2 separate regions of the Mus musculus genome follow, and region 2 is linked to region 1. A link is a contact called in public promoter capture Hi-C data. All regions are on one chromosome and are shown on one strand. The core of a region is the stretch at or near the end of the contact, and the rest is flanking DNA. Distances in the headings are between cores, read along the strand shown.

Evidence for each region. Promoter capture Hi-C pulls out the DNA fragments that hold promoters and counts their contacts.
Region 2: a promoter capture Hi-C map of stem cell-derived epiblast-like cells shows a contact between it and region 1, with 3 times the contacts expected there. The contact joins the promoter of Tex44 here to the promoter of Itm2c in region 1. A contact is called at or near these places in 2 of 39 promoter capture datasets (HPC-7-derived erythroid cells and stem cell-derived epiblast-like cells) and 1 of 115 datasets of contacts at active chromatin or transcription factors (memory CD8 T cells).

The regions. Positions count from the first base shown.
Region 1 is chr1:85,892,983-85,895,856 of GRCm38.p6, forward strand. Itm2c (integral membrane protein 2C) reads left to right here and starts at 1,528. Exons shown (of 6, transcript NM_022417.3): 1 at 1,528-1,807. The coding sequence starts at 1,682.
Region 2 is chr1:86,424,891-86,427,764 of GRCm38.p6, forward strand. It overlaps Tex44 (testis expressed 44), which reads left to right and starts at 1,439. Exons shown (of 1, transcript NM_027966.1): 1 at 1,439-2,874. The coding sequence starts at 1,481.

The sequences.
Region 1 (2,874 bases), core at 278-2,777:
TCTAGGCCTATATAAGCAGCACCAGTTCTGGGCTTGGGGTCTCTTCACCTCTGCAATCAAGCTCTCCCAATAAATGTGTGCAGAAAGATCCTGTTGCAGTGTCGTTCTTGCTGGTCGAGTCCGGCGCGTGCAAGAGGATGTGACATGCCTGTGTACTATGTAGTGCTCATCAAAAGGTGACTTCAGCAGGGGAGGAGTCCAGTATTCCAGTAGACAGATGGCCCGTTCTGTGGACAGTCAGCCTCTTTCCCCAGCCATCCCTGTCATTGTCCAATGGGCCTATGAACAAGCGGCCATGCCGATAGAGATGGAAACTATACCTGGACTGGCAATATGGACTTCCACTCATTGAAGTGATCTGGTAACAGCTGCAGCTGAGTGCCAGATCTGCCACACCAGCAGTGACCGTCACTGGCCACCATTCCCTGAGTTGGCCAGCCAGCACCCTGGTGGCAGGTCACCTACATTGGACCGCTTCTTTCATAGAAAGGGTAGTGCTTAGTCCTTACCAAAGTAAGCATCTACTCTGGTAATGGATTTGCCTTTCCTGCATGTAATGCATCTCTCTATTCTCTCAATTCCTGCAGTGCCAGTGGCCTTCGCACCATTTACATCTTTTACCATTATACATTTTACCATTTATATTCTACTGCCTTAAGCTATGTATCTCCTGGACTGCCTGGTTCATACAAGATCTAAACCGAGATACAATGGTCTAGTGCCTAAGGCAACTCTGTCCAAGCCGTGACAGGTAGGAGAGGGCAGCAGAGCCTACTGGACTGTCCTCAATACGCCAGCAGAATGCTCGGCCCCCATTACCAGCACCTTTGTAGAACTGACGCCAAGCACGGCAGGCTCGGTGCTATCACAGCCTGGATTGGGAACAGCGAGGAGAGATCTAGGACTTTGTTGTCAAGAGATGGCCCTGCAACATAAATCTTGGCTTCTTCCTAATACCCGGTGATACACTGCAGGAGCAGAGTCCTGACTGGAACCCAAAACCTCTGGCCCAGCCCCCCGTAATTCTTGTCATATTTTCCAGTCACGATTCCACTCCTGCAAGGTATTGTAGGTCTTATGCACCTCAAGTTACCCACCTCCACTCCCTGAAGGTTTTGCAGGATGAAGGATAGAGAAAGATGCATGGTGGAGAATGAAGGCGGTGGGGATGGATTTAGAATTCAGGATAGAGGCAAGCAGTTAGGCGTCTGGAGTTGATGCCCCTTTCCAGCCTAACACATGTTGGAGGAGGAAAGCTTAGAACAGTTAGTTACTCTGCGTCTTCTCTCAACATAATCAAAGATATCGAGGAGGAGGGAGATGCAGTTTGTTAGAAGCACGTTGCCAGGCAACGTCGTGTTAAACTACATGTGAGGATGCTAGTCATGGGCAGGGAGAAGGAAGGGGTCCAAGCTCTTGCGCGACGACTGAATGAATGAATATAAGCAAGAGGTGGAAGGAAATCTCAGCATTCTTCAGCTACAGTGCTGCCCGGTGCAGTTCGGCGCAGGCGTCAGGTCCTTCCTTGGAAGGCGGGGCGGGACGCGTTCGGGGCGGGGACAGAGGCGAGGACTCCGGAGCCATCCAAACTTCCGGTGCCTGCGGCGCAGCAAGAAGCAGGCATTGCGATCGAGGTTGCACTGGCAGGGGCTGCAGGGAGCAGGCGCAGGTCAACGCAGCCATGGTGAAGATCAGTTTCCAGCCCGCGGTAGCGGGCATCAAGGCTGATAAAGCGGACAAAGCAGCGGCGTCTGGTCCGGCCTCGGCATCTGCCCCGGCCGCGGAGATCCTGCTGACGCCGGCGAGGGTGAGAGGCTCCGGGTCTCAGATGGGGGCGGGGCGGGGGTGGGGGGTCATCGAGGGACCTAGGCATTCCCCAGTGGCCGCCACGACCAGCGGTACCTCAGAGTCACGAGCGGAAGCGGGATGAGAGGTCTGAAAAGGCTGCTCCATCCGCATCTGGGAAAGGGTCTCAGGACCTTCCCCACAGCGGTAGTCGAAAGCAGAACTGGTCCTTAAGTGGGAACGCACACAGGGTCTTTTCCAAAAGTGGGGGCTTCTGGGCGCGAAGTTCCAAGATAAGGGAAGGTGGCGGACCCATGAAAGTTTGGGGAATGTTGGTGAAGGTTTGCGTCTGGTTCCAATCAAGGGGCAGGGGCCGGGAAGCCAGTCCCCGAGTGGGGGAGGGGAGGAGGGTTGAACGTAGTTTCCCCCAAAGCGGGGCCGGGAAGGGGGGAGGTGATGAGGCCTGATTGGTTGGGGAATTTGGTTGGGGAATCTCTGGTTAGTAACGAAAGGGAGGTGCCATTGTTTTGGTCCTCAAATGGGGTCTGTGGTGGGTGGAGGTTACTGTTGGAACTGGCAGACCTAAGTCAGTGATGAGCCTTCTCCCATTTCACACCTGCGGGCCCTACTTCTTAGCTCCTTCTCTGGCTTCCAGCTACGTTGTTACCATCTGCTGAGTGGGCTCCTTACTGCCCCAGTGCCCTAGACATCCCTATAGTCACTCAGTTGGCTTTGTGTGGACTGGCCTTGGTGTGCCCCGCCTTCCCCTGGCTGAGGGGATCCAGGTCATTTCCGCCATGGAAAACTATGCTATGTGGAGTGTGTCGGGGAGGACTCGTGGCAGTCACTGACTGGAAGGACTGGTGACGGAAAAGCGGACCCAGCCGAGTTTCATTTTGCTTCAGTAAGGGTGTTTTCATGGCCACTGTCACACGCCCCCCAGCGGTCCTGGGGCGCACCAAGCCGGGCCTTTCGATCCAGACCGAACCTAAAAAAGCCCCTTCCACTTCCTCCTCCCGGATCAAGTTTTGAAGCTCTGATTCTGCCTTTGCCTGGGCATATATGAGGAACTCGTGGGGAATGATCTGG
Region 2 (2,874 bases), core at 189-2,688, 530 kb after region 1:
TGGACTGTCTCTTTCAACAAGAGCCACAGTGGGGAGCCATGGGGAAGGCATTCAACTACAGAGCCGCAGCTTAATTCTCCCATAGAAGGTCTCTCTGTGCTCTCAGCCACAACTGCCACCAAGCCTGCCTCCACCAAGCTAAGGACAATATCACCCCCTGGGACAAGCCGGAGCTCCTCCCCCTTCCCCTCCCCCCACCCCAGGCTAGACACTGTCCCCAGCCCACAGCCCGACTCTGTTTTCTGCTCTGCTGAAACTCCCAGCGGATGTCTAAGAGTCTGAGAACCCCACGGCCCAGGCCTCGTTGCAGGCCCAGGGACCCCTGAACCAACTCCAGCTTTTTCCCACCCGGGAGGTGTCTCAGCCCCGGCAGCAGTCACAGTGGCGGTGGCATGGAATAAAGGCAGTCAAACTCCCAGCGTTCCGCTTCCCCAAGAGGCTGTGCCTAGCAGTGGGGCAGTCATGGACCCACAGCCTTGCCCCTAGGAGAGAAGATATAAACATAGACCCAGTTCTCCCTAGGGATGCTGGGGTCCCTAGGGGCATCATCAGATGGTTGCATCTCCTCTTATCCCCAGGAGCAGGAACTACACCTAACCTGGCAACTAGGGTGAGCACAAACACACAAATAGAACCATCCACTCCAATGCTGGGGATGGAACCAGAGCATGCTGGGCAAGTGCGCTACACTCAGCCAAACCCAGTCCCCGGCTACCTTCTTCATACAGTGGGGTTATCTGGGGACCAAGCTCTTCTTAGGATTGCCCTGGAGTCTGTACCCATTAGTGGTGCCCTGCCCTCCCAGCCCAGATGAGCAGGTAGATTGTCCTGTGTCAAAAGGTTAACTCTAGCACTAAGGATAGCCAGCCTAGATGCCGCCCAGGCCCTGGCCTCCACTATTCCTCCTCATTGCTAGAAAAATTACCAAAGAAAGACCGGCCTGAAAGAAAGAAATTGGGGTCCTGAAGTAGCCCAATAGAATAGAGAGATGGTGGGAGGGATAACCTGGTATAACAAATGTCTGTAATCCTAGCTCTTGAGAGGCTAAGACAGGAAGATCAGAGTGGGAGACCAGCCTCAACTACATAACAAGAGCACTGATCCCCTGTCCCCAAAATAAGTTTAAAACCTACTAATTCAAACTCAGCATTACCTTCCTGTATCATGCCCCAAAGTACAGTTCCCGAAACCACTCACAGCCCTGCGGCTGCATCTGCACCTACCTACGTATCTCCATCTTAAACCAAGACAGTTATTCTTCATTTCCTCTGTACCCACTACTCTGGCTATGCAACACCACCTATAGTCAGCTCGCCAGGACAGCCACTCAGCAGACTCAGGACATTCAGGACCCTTGCTCTACAAGTACCTGTGACATCATCAGCTGCCCACAACCTGCTGTGACCTCACCACCTGGACAACTGAGCCTAGCAGGGCCAAGCCACTCCTTCCCAACCACCATAAGTAGCAGGGGGCATAGATGACCGCTGAGCCCTTGGAAGACCCTGAAGCCAGCAGCAGTTCTACACATGATCTTCCCGAGGCCTCCTCGGACAACACAGCTGATGAAAACTCTGCAGATTTACCCGGAGAGTCCGAAGGACCAGACTCCCTGCCCGATGACGTCCCACCAGGAGACATCGACGAAGTGCTAGCTGAACATGATGTAGATCAAACCTCTGAGGCGAAAGCCATCACCACAGAGCAAAATGAAGAGCAGGACTTCATTCGGACTGATACCTTCATGAGACAAGATGAGGACCTGCTCTCCAAGCAGATTTCCACCATCACGGAGAAAAATGTAGACCAGGCGTACATGCAGATTAACACAGTTTTTGAGCAGGATAAAGACCAGGCCTCCATACAGACTGCCACCTTGATGGGACAAGATGAAGACCAGGCATTTTTGCAGATTGTCACTTCTGTGGGACAGAATAAAGATCAGGCCTCCATACAGACTGCCACCTTGATGGGACAGGATGAAGACCAGGCATCTTTGCAGATTGCCACTTCTGTGGGACAGAATAAAGATCAGCCCTCCATGCAGATGGACACCTCCATAGGGCAAGATGTAGAGCCAGCCATCTCCACAGATACAGCAACTTCTGCAGTCAAAGATGAGAGCCCAGATATTCCACATCAGGGCCAGGACAATCCTGAAGAGACCACATCTTTGCTGCCCCAAGACCCAGGTATCCTGCAAGTGTTTGTGGGTTTCCAGAACCCAGTGTGGGACAGGCTAGCTGAAAACAACCGTACAAGTCGGAGCCGGACGGTTTCCCCGAGTGACTCCCAGACCCAGGAAAAGACACTGGGAAACCCGAATGTTCCAGAAGGGCAGCCAGTATTAGTTCCAAATGCTGACGTGCTATCTAACCTGCCTGAACATGTCCAGACTTCGGTGGGAGCTGCTGACCCACCCCCTTCCGATACCAGTGGTCGCGACCCAGAACCCACGCCTACCACCAACTCGGCCAAGCAGGAAGCTGAAGGGTTCAAGGCCTTGAACCCTGGGAGCAAAGCTAGATCGCCAGGGCTGACCAGTGAGGATTCAGCTGCTGACTCAGGTATCCCACCGGATCCACCTGACCCAGGCTCCCCAGGTGGCAGCCCACCCCACTCTCCAGATTTCTACCAGGTGGCCCTGGGCAGGAACCTTCTGGACCCCAATCTGTATAGACCTGATGTGGAGAACGACTACATGCGCTCCATGACCAGCCTGCTGGGTTGTGGAGAGGGCTCCATCAGCTCCCTCACAGACATCCTGGTGTGGTCAGACACAGCCACACGCATGGGTGTGGCTGTGGGCATTCTGGCCTCGGGCTGCAGCTCTCCAGCTGACCGGCTACAAGACGAGGGTCCCCGCCTGCGGAC